2 separate regions of the Mus musculus genome follow, and region 2 is linked to region 1. The links are chromatin contacts, called in public Hi-C maps. All regions are on one chromosome and are shown on one strand. The core of a region is the stretch at or near the end of the contact, and the rest is flanking DNA. Distances in the headings are between cores, read along the strand shown.

Evidence for each region. Hi-C and Micro-C count contacts between places; a contact is called where the count stands out from the background.
Region 2: a Hi-C map of the N1E-115 cell line shows a contact between it and region 1, with 4 times the contacts expected there. The contact joins two enhancer-like sites. A contact is called at or near these places in 1 of 484 Hi-C or Micro-C datasets (the N1E-115 cell line) and 1 of 115 datasets of contacts at active chromatin or transcription factors (extraembryonic endoderm stem cells).

Annotation. Positions count from the first base shown.
Region 1 is chr11:18,925,257-18,930,522 of GRCm38.p6, reverse strand. All of the region lies in intron 8 of Meis1 (Meis homeobox 1), which reads left to right. Among named protein-coding and RNA genes, the nearest start is that of 8430419K02Rik, 50 kb to the right of the region's middle. Within about 2 kb of position 2,997, at least 39 of the 459 cell types and tissues checked have an H3K27ac peak or open chromatin away from gene starts, as enhancers often do. A contact at or near this core is called in the N1E-115 cell line, where this site is marked.
Region 2 is chr11:19,529,747-19,535,012 of GRCm38.p6, reverse strand. No RefSeq gene overlaps it. Among named protein-coding and RNA genes, the nearest start is that of Gm39601, 86 kb to the left of the region's middle. Within about 2 kb of position 3,247, at least 34 of the 459 cell types and tissues checked have an H3K27ac peak or open chromatin away from gene starts, as enhancers often do. A contact at or near this core is called in the N1E-115 cell line, where this site is marked.

The sequences.
Region 1 (5,266 bases), core at 1,748-4,247:
GTGAAATTACGTGATGGAGTAATTAGAGGAAGCCAGGGCTCCTGATTGTTGCCATGCGTGTGCGGAGAGGGTTTGTTACGAGGAGGGAGGGGGAGCAAAAAATAGATTATTACCCTGGCAAGTTGGCTCAAAGATTCTTCATTTATTTGTAAACAGAATATTTAGTGACCGCATAGGAAGTAGCTGTAATCACCAGCTCATAAAGAAACCACAGCAGAGCCTTAGCAGCATCGCAGAGTGCTCATGTAAAATTTAAGCTGGGAGGCAGAATCCCTGTTAATGTAATTAGGGTCTAATTTACCACCCTTTGCACACAGATGTAATAATGTCTAGATATTTATTCTATCTTTAAGCACGTTACATATACCTCAGTGCAGCCGTTACTGAAGAGAAACAGGTGTGCGCACTTTCCTAATTCATTTTTACACTGTAAACACATAGCAATTGAAGGGAAATATTTACCAAAAATGAGGGGAAGGAATGTCTGCAAATGAGGCAGTAATGGACAGTTGCCCTTTATGTACTGATGGATTTCTCAACGGTTAAGTAAATTAAAGCAAATGCTAGAAAAATCAATAGGCCAGCATAGTCTTGGTTTTGCCTCATAGACTTCAGGACAGAATGACAGATGTGGTATCTATGACCCATTTAAGTATTAATGCTTGAAAAATTGCTTCTGCATGCAAGGCTGTAAGCTTAGAAACATTCTGTTATATTAAATTATGGACAATAGTATTTTTAAGTGTATGTGGAATTTATATGTTTCAGTTAGGCTGTTCTTATGTACTGTAGTGATACTGGAAGATTGGTTGTCGGGGTAGCCCCATAAATCAGATGTGAATATTCCTGCATGGAAATGTCGTCAAGGGGCTCCAGTTGAAAGGTGTAAATGATGTATTTTGAGTGGATGTGTACACTGAAGTGAATATGCTAACTAACACTATACACGAAGACCAAATTAAATTTAATTAAGGCATAGATACTCGGAGCCTTTGGAAAATGCCTGAAAATAACACTCAAATATGGCCTAATTCAATTAACTTCTGGGCTACAAATGTTATCTTTTATATTTGAACTAGCAGAAGTAGCATGTTACATAGATGGGCTGTCACAGGGTGTAGAATATTAAAATTAATCTGAAGATTGGAATCAGCTTCCAGAAATATACAGATGCCTGTTGTATTTCTGTTGTCTGTAACACAGAACTGTTCACTTTCATAGTCATTGTTCATGTTTAGAGAAATGAATTACGCCAGGTGCAGTGGCTCATACCTTTAATCCCAACACTCAGGAGGTTGAGGCAGGCAGATCTCTGTTCAAGGCTAGCCTGGTCTACCTAGCAAGTTCCAAGATAGCCAGAGCCACATAGTGAGAGACAAAAAAAAAAAAAATCAATTACTACCTTCAAGACAATTTATATCATATCATAGTAAGTTTGTTGAGTGCTGGGGGTAGGAGACAAGAGACAGGTTGAGAGGCAGATTCATGTGGACTTGCTCATTAGAGAGTGTGGTTGTGTTGACATTATCATGTTGGTGGCTTGCAGTGAGCTGTTTACCTTCTTGTTCAGTCCCCATCTCGGTGGTTGGTGCTTCCCTTCCCTTCTTTACCTAGAATAGGCAGACATGGTCCAGACTGCCTCTGCATACTAAACATCATATATAAAGGTGATGCTATGTTAAATAAAATCACTGAGGTGATGCAATGCAAAGACACAGAGCAACTGTCTAGATTCTTCATAGAAGACACTGTCATGATTTTTTATTTCCATACAGCATTTATAATATATAATCATAGCATCCTCTTGTATTTGTATCATGAGGCTTACATTGAGCACATTCAGAAAGTCATGGAAGCATAAAGAATGGTCTTTAAAAGTTAAAGGCTGTTTTCTAAAACTTCAGAAAGTAGAAATTATGACCAACTTGAAGATTATTTGCCTAGTTTTATAGAAATGATCCTTGAAATTTTAATAGACCTCAAATTATCTGGGGATCCTTTTTAAAAAACACAAATTCTGATTCAAGGATAGGGATTTTTAGCAAGCTTCCAATGATGTCCATTTTCTTGGCTCACTGGCGATACCTTACCTAGCCAAGATCTCAGAGACACATGCCAAAAGACAAATATTAAATAGAAAGGTGATTTTTTTCTTGATTTTTATAATTTCCTAACTCTGGTTTAAAATACAGTCATTTTCATTTTATCAGTCAGACCAAGGTGTTTTGTGTTTCTTTTGCAATCCTCAATTATTTTTCAGTGTATAACAACTTCCCTTTGGGTATCAAATAGCTTTCATGAGTATGTCAAACATGCCAAAAGCTTGGCTTCTTTTCACAAAGAAATGAGGGTGGTTTTGTCTGGCTTATTGACAGTGTACTTGGACATTCTGGGCAGATGGAAAGGTTGCAATGATGGTCTAGTTATAGATGAGGCTGTGCTCCCATCTCCCATCAGTGTTCTGGGGATGCTGTCCAGAGCTGGAAGTTAACTGTGGTGTGAGGGCAGAGTGTGCAGTGCTTGTGGACATCCCCACAGTCCTGCTGTATCCCTGGAGACCAATGGCTTTTGTCAGTCCGTAGTCACTACATCAGTAAGTACTGAGGCAGTGACATGTTTTGGGGAGAATTGTATGCATATTTTTCATTTGCTCTGTAGTGAACTTCTGACTTACACGCTTGCACTCTCAAATTTGCACCTACCTGGAAAGTGAGTTGTTTTAAAATATGAACATCTGAAAAGTCAATTCGCCCTAGTTTGGCTAAGATTTAAGGAATTATGATAAGTAACAAGTACCTATTAATCACTGTGGAACAGGTAAATTTTCACTCATTAGGGTCACATACTGGATGGAGTTTCTTGAAATTGGGTCATTTATTTTGGTTGAAGGCATTGAGGATCAAAGGTCACATGGAATCCAAAAGCCATTAGTCAGGGTTCTTTTCTGGAGCCTTTAGATGTCATTGTATGAGTCACCCGTGGTAGCCTGGGCCTGGCCTGCTGTTGTGGACCTGGCAGGGTGCCTACTTTATTTCCAGTTTGCATAGATAAAAAGCAGAGCAGCTACTCTTGGAATCACTATAAAAATAAGCTTACATAAAATCTCCATTTGAAATACAGTATGCCTGTGCCCCTGCAAGCTTCCTCTCAGGGCAGTGTGGGATCTAGACATTGACAACAGGGAGAGACTTGCATTTCATAGCAATGCAAATTGTCCTTTGTTTAGGTGTACGAATTTATCCTTCCTCATGGAATTATTGAAGACCTGACCTTCTTAAAGAATTGTAATGATAAGCCACAGAGCCATACATTTTAATTTATTAATAGCAAATAAAAATCAAGGAATCAACTTAACCAGTGGTGTGTGTGTGTGTGTGTGTGTGTGTGTGTGTGTGTGTGTAGCTATTCCCTCTTGCTAAGACGGAGACAACTTGGCAGTACTGAGTTATGAGTAGCAGAAGTACTGGGCAAGAGATTTTGTCCAGTCAGTTCATTTACTTTCCCCATTGAGCCCTGTGCGTATCAGGCCCACACCCTGAAGTGAAAACACCATCAATTACCATGATGACAGGCACCCACTACTTACTCTCTGAAAGTTATTTGTATTTGACTAGAAACTGTAAGCACTCAGCAACATTCATCACATGAGGGTTCAAAACAGACTGAGTAAATATTGGACTGAATTTCTAAGCAGACATGCATGAAATGGCATGGATTTGAATTTTTAAAAATTGAGCTCTAAGCAAGCATCCCATTTGACCTAAACAGATTATTATTGACTAGTTAATTTGCATGTGATCCTACAATGAATACTTGTATCCCAATTTTACAGATGAAGGAAAAGGACAGAAAGGATTAGAGAGCTAAGAGAGATCTCTCTATACAGTGAAGCAGGGGCCATAATTTCCAACCTCCTGGAGCTCTCTACTTCCATGCCCTGACATTAAAAGTTATCACTTGTTTTTGTTCTTGAAATTGCCTCGCATGCACACTTAATAGATGAACATGGAGCCAGGCATCCCTATGACCTCACTGGGGCCCTGGCTTTGCCACAGTCACTAAAGCATTAACACCATGGTTAGATGGTCGCCAGACCCCTGGCCCTTTACATGGAATTTAAAGTATCCCTAGATGTTTCTGGTTTTGCTCCAAGAACATCAGGTGTGTGTGTGTGTGTGTGTGTGTGTGTTGATGGGTTTGTGTTGATGGTGGGATTAATGTTGGGCCCTTCTCCAGGAAAGCCATATTTTTATTTGATTTGATAAGAATTATCCTCATCAGCCTAATCCCACCACACAGGGGCTAAAATACTTGAAAGCACTGTGCCATAAATTATGGTTAAACTTAACCAAGGAATTACAAGGTAAATAGAGTCACTGAAATTTCTCTGTATAAGTTCAACTGCTTGGCGAGGGCCTCTGGGAAGCTTCCTAAGGCAGAAAGAACCAGAGAGTGAGGAGAATTTGGGATGAAGGCTTCTGAGAGTTGTGAGAAGTGGGTGAGTGGGAGTGGGGCCTCAGGATAGCGGGTGAGTGGGAGTGGGGCCTCAGGATAGCGGGTTTCCTGCCAGAAGCTTCTGTTTCCCGATGTCCACTGAAGGTGGAGATGTGGATGGAGCCATGAATCCAGAGTACAGTCAGAAGAGGAGAGAGCAGAGCTTGCAGGGTATACCTGCTTTTAAAGGCTCAGTGGAGCAAAAAACTTACAGAAAGAGGCAAAGGTGGGGTGGGGGGGCTGTCAAAGGTGGAGATGTGAGTGAACTGATTTCTGGGGTTCTTTCCAGCACCAATAATCCAAGAAAAGAAGAAAGGTACAAGGCTAGCTCCAAAGACTCCATGCCTTAAGTTTATTCAGTTCTGGCTCCATCCTCCTCTCCCACTGCCCAGCTGATGGAGTCACCTTGGGATTCTGGAGTTGCTGGCATTTCCCTTTCGTCCTCTCTCCTGCGGCTGCTGATTCTTCCTTCTAAATGCTTCTTCTCCTCACCATTGGAGCTATGTCCAGCTTCTGAGTTTTCTCTGTCTCCTCAGTTACCCCACCTCTAACATTAACCCCTCATTTTCCCATTAAAGACATTTTTTGGTGTGTGAAGCAAAACTTGACCAAGTCTTCTTTCACTGAATTGTTTTATTATTTCCCTGTTGCCCTTAGATATGAGATGAACACTCCAGGCTAGCTGGATTAGAGCCCACAGCCCTCTCTTGCCCTTCCCACACATGCTCCCCACATCTTGGGAGGCCAGGGCCAAGTCTTGCACTTTCTTACA
Region 2 (5,266 bases), core at 1,998-4,497, 600 kb before region 1:
TCTTTTATGGCTGATTTTTTTATTATGGTAAAATCTACACAACATAACATTTGCCATTGTAACCATTTTTTTTTCCCTTCAGTGGCATTGGTATTGCATAACCATTAACACTGCCCATCTCCAGAACTTTTCACGGGCTCCAGTGAGAACCCTCAGCAATAACCAAATCTCCATTCCTCTGTCATAGTCCCCAGTGACACAACTGCACTTTGTCTGCATGCAAGTGGCTGTTCTCAGAAGCTCAGGCCAATGGGCTCTGACTGTATTCGTCTTTCTGGGTTTGATTTCAAGTCCCTTGCTGTGTTGGTTCTTATTTTTAAGATCCTCGTCTGAAGCTGAGGGTGTTATTTCTCACTCACTGCTGACAGTTGTTGTCTTCTTTGCTTCCTTTCCCCCATGATCTCTTTGTGGGGTGGGGTGTATGGTTAAAGTCAGAAAGTATGGGGGCTTGATGTCTCAGACTGGCAGAGGGAAAGTCCCTCCTCTGCTTTCTGCGTCCCCTCTAGGGCAGATGGAGGCTGTGTTCACCTAAGCTCTGAGTCGAACTGTCCCCCTTTATGGTTCTCTCAACCATCGCAGCCCCAAGCAAGTCCCTTCCTGCCAGAAGAAGATGGTGGAGTGATTGATTGATGGGCTTAGATATTCCTTGGGGCTCTTAATTTCTTTCTTCTTCTTCTTTTTTTTAATTGTGGTTTTCTATCATCTCATGCATGGTCTCCAAGGTCTTTTGTGGCGGAAGTCTCTTAAATATTTAAAGCAAATACATAAATGGAGGATTGTCTTTGGAACACCTGGCAGATTTATTTAGGTTTGAAGGATCTAAGTAGTTGAGATTTTTAGTGTCCCAAGAACCTGCAAATGCAGGTATCAAACATCTGTCAAAGTCGTCAGAATATCTGAGGACTTTGTTTCTAGTCTGTGTATCCCAGCAAGCTGGTCCTCACCCTTAGAACTGGGTGGCAGACCTTCCTCCCTCTGTGGCCCTTACTGCTTAGGGCAGGTTATATGCTGGCGGCTCTCATTAAGCCACAGGGAGGCAGTCTCAGCCCTGCTACTCATGGGTGAAATGTGCATATCCTGGCCCCAGGAAGAAGTGTTTGCAAGTCACAGGTGCCAGTAGTACAGGAACATTTGGTGCATGTAGTCTGCTCTGTGTGGTGGAGATGGGGCACATTGCCAGCTGGAAGAGTCAACAGACACCTTCCATCAGCCAAGGCTGTGGCTTTCATTCAGGGGTCATAAATGCTCCCAACCCTCAAGTCTTGAAAAAGAAAACTACAAGATTCCTGTGGCTCTCTCAGAAATCTAGATAAGGACTTCACACTTGCTAACATGCATGCCTTTCCACAGGTATATCCACATTGTAAAATCACACATAGAACTCAAGACTCAGCATCAGTGAGACTCAGCCCTAGTAGCCTACACCATCTCGCACAGAGCTTTGACAATACTACCCATAGATCCTGATCTACTTGGTTCAGAATGGGAGAACTTGGGCTAAATGGTTTCAATGGGTCATGACAGATGAGTTAATTTTTCTATTGCTGCGATAAGACACCATGATCAAGCCCAAAGAATGGAAGAAGTTTATTTGGACTCATGATCACAGAGGGCTAACAGTGTATCATGGAAGGGAGGCATGACAGCAGGCAGACATGGCAGCAGGAAGCTGAGACCTCACAAGGTAACAAATACATCAACTAGGAACTACGTGTTCAAATACCTGAGCTTATGGGTAGATGGGTGGATGTTCTTATTTAAACCATCTTACCTGGGCTCTGGAACCTCCTGTCTGAGGTTCTTGTTATACACTTTTATCTCATCCCAGAACCCCTTTGCCACAGACTTCTAAATCCGACATCACTGCCCTTACTTCAGGCAGGCTGGGGCCTGAGGCGCAGAGGCACAGAAGAAGTTAAATCATCCTCCTAAGGTCACCAGCTGGTAAGTGGTAGGCCCACGATGATCTCATGCTGCAGCTGCTGGACCGGGGAAGGATGATGACGTCGTTAGCTAGGTGACCCTCAGGTGAAGTATCTCCGTTCTCCTCAGATGTGGCTGCCAGGATCTCCTCTTATTCCCACCTAGGAAATGGGTGTCAAAGATGCTGAGACAGGATAGCAGAATGTTGGCTGTAGCCTCAAAGGTCCAGTGCTCTGCAGGGGCTGTACCTGTAAGCAGCCATAGCCGAATGAAAAATATCCATAGTCACTTCTGTGTCTATACAGAATGACGTCAAAAGGAAGATTTAAGGAATGGTGGAAGGCTTCGGATGAAGCCAACATGGAGTGACTTAGGAGGCTGTGGGACTCAGCCATTTTCTGCCAGCTCTTCCTTAGCTCACCAGTGGTTGCTTCTGAAGGCATCAGGCCAGGCCATGGGATCCACTTGTCTTTGGGGATCAGTGTACATCCCCAGTTGTTTTGCAAGCCATCGGGCTTAGCAGAATGCCAAGCATTTTTCCTATGGAAATATTCTGTGTGGTTCTGATTACTGCTCTCTCCTCTGCTGTCTTCCCAGGCTGCTTTTCATTTCCTGCTGTTGGCCTGCCTCTTTCTTCCTTGGCCCAGGTCAGTCTCCTTTTGTTCACTTAAGACGCTTTTCCAGGTGGCCCCAATTCTCTTGCTCTGCCCCATCTCTTCTTGGGGCTCTCTTCTCCAAGACCCCTGTTCAGTACTCCCTTTGCCTGTGGAGTCTGTGTGAATTGTCACGCCAAATGCTACTTTGTTTGAACCCTTAGCCATGACAGGAGGGCCAAGGGTCCTGAATAATACAGTCAGCTTCTGCCTTTAAGGGAGCTTTTGGTGGCAGTCATTCGTCTTGTTACTTTATTCTGCTGTTGATATGATTTGGGTTTGGATTTGGGTGGAGAGGACAGTTTCTTCCTTATGGGTGGCTTCTGAACTCTGTCATTGCTTACTTAAGAAAACTCAGCGTGAAGCCAAGGAACTTTTAATAGAGGGTCTTTACACTGGTGGTGTAGAAACGGGATGCTAAGGTTCTATAAAGGCAGCATTCGCCTAGATCCTAGCCAGCCCCTCTACTTGTGGGCTGTGGGTTTTTCCAAGTCATTCTCTTTTCTCAGTTTCATTTGTCAAAGCTGTTGGTGTTCAGAAGGCAGACGCTGGGGGAAAGTGTAGCCTGGATGAATCGAATCAGCTGTTTTGGCAACAATTCCCGTGAAAAGGCTGTGTCAGACAGGAAGTTCAGCGCTAGGCATCCTTGGGTTGGAGGTCAAGTAGCGATCTCATTTATCTCTGCCAAGTCCGTTGCCCTCTGCCCTTTCTGGTGCGCTTTGCCTGCACCCAAGAACCTAATTTGTGTTTGAAAACCAGGAGCAGAGTCGCCATGGCCCCATGTTTCCGGCTTAAGCCTGTCAGTAGAGAACATGAGAATTTAGATGGGCATCTTCTGGGATCCAGAGATGGGTGAGCCATGTGCTGATCCAGTGGGCAGCCCGGAGGCATGGTCTCCTTCTCCCAGCATTTCACCGGAGGCCAGAAGCAAGGGGCTTGGTGAGAGAGGGGCAAGGGAAGTGTGAAATGAAGCTGCAGAAGAAAGCCGGCTTTCACAAAGGGAAGTCACCGATTCTGTCTGTGATCAATCATGCTTAACAAAGAGGCCAGTGACACAGCCTTGCCCACCCCGGCATCGCCACCCCACTATCCCAAGCCTATCAGAACACACCGAGGCCATTTTGGCGAAGGACCCTTTTCCTGAAGCCAGCTTTTCCCAACGCAGATGAAACGGATGAGCTGATGACAGCACTTTTTTTTTTTTTTTTTTGAATTGTGAATGCAGTCCTGGGCAGCAGGAGCCACCTTCATGAGAGGCCACCCATTTCCCGATGCGTCCCCCCAAAATGTCAACCTATACTATAAAGCCGAAAAAGACATTTCACATACATAAAATATGTAATTAAAATGATGAATTATTGTAAGATAGAATATTAGCCTTGTGACATTTTAATCTGAACGCAAGAGAGAGGGAGAGAAAGTACAATCTGAAGCGCTCAATTAAATTTAGAATTTCCCCCCTCCATTGTTATGAATAAATAGGAGAGATTCTGTAGCAGTCAGTGGAATTATTAATTGCAACTAGTGTAGAAGGTGCATGCACCATATCATGAGATGGAATATCATTGTTAGTGACTATATTTCTTGGTAATTAAGGCCCAGACTAATGATGCAAGTTCTCTCCAGCATGATTTTCATCTGATTATGAGGCTGCTTCATTAAGAGCACTCAGCTTAACGAGCTGTAGCTGTAATAAAGTAATTTTCTGTCTTGTGCTCTGATTGATAAAGAGTTTCTATAGCTAAAAGGAATTGAAAATATAATTATAATTAGAAATGGTTGAATAAAGTTATTACAGGATTGCTGAAGGGTACTGCAATTGACACCATAATGTTTTTTTGGAAGTGAGCATTTTAAAATTAGACTTTATCAAGCAACAAAACTCCTTTGCTAATAACTGGGCCGAATGTTGCTGCTTCCATAAAATGAACATTTAGATTCAAGGAGAACGAGACTTTCCCACATTGTTCTCTACAAGAAAAACATATGCAAGAAGAATGTCGCCGCCCCTCTCCTCAGCATTCTTCCCCCGTGAAGTAAAGCTTATGAACATACTTTTTACCCCATTTATAATAATTTCCCTTCTGCCATATGTTGGGAAAAGATCTTTTTGATTAAGCTGATGTCTTCTTAAGCGTACAGTATAAATTCGGAGGTTCTTCTTGCCAGTGTGTAGAGAGTTATGCTGTCTGTTTACATATTTATATTTATGAAGCTGAAGGTTTCAGATAATTTTTCGAATTGCATAGAGGTATTCTTTTCTCTCTTTGCCATGCATTGGTTGATATCGAAATATAACTGGGGAGTATACAAGACTCCAGCCCCCTCCCCGGGGGAATGCTAATCAACTTTTTAGCCCAGAAACCTTATTTCTTGTTATGATGTTCACATTTATAAACCATGAAAACCCTGTTAGTGCAGCCCTGGTGTGTCTGTCATTGGATATGTCTGCAATATTGACATATAAATCCATGGCAGTGGTTTTATTTAGAATTAGCTGATATACTTTGTGCTCCAAATTAGTTTCACATCTTTAATTTAGTCTCTTTTGTCTCATTTGAGCTCCCTGCCTGCATGAGAGACATACATAGGCTTTAAAGCTATATGGTTATGTAAATCTGTTTTATGCAAACTCGCCCAGATATTATAAGCTCTGGGCTGCACTGAGGAGCGCCTGGCTCTTTCTAGGT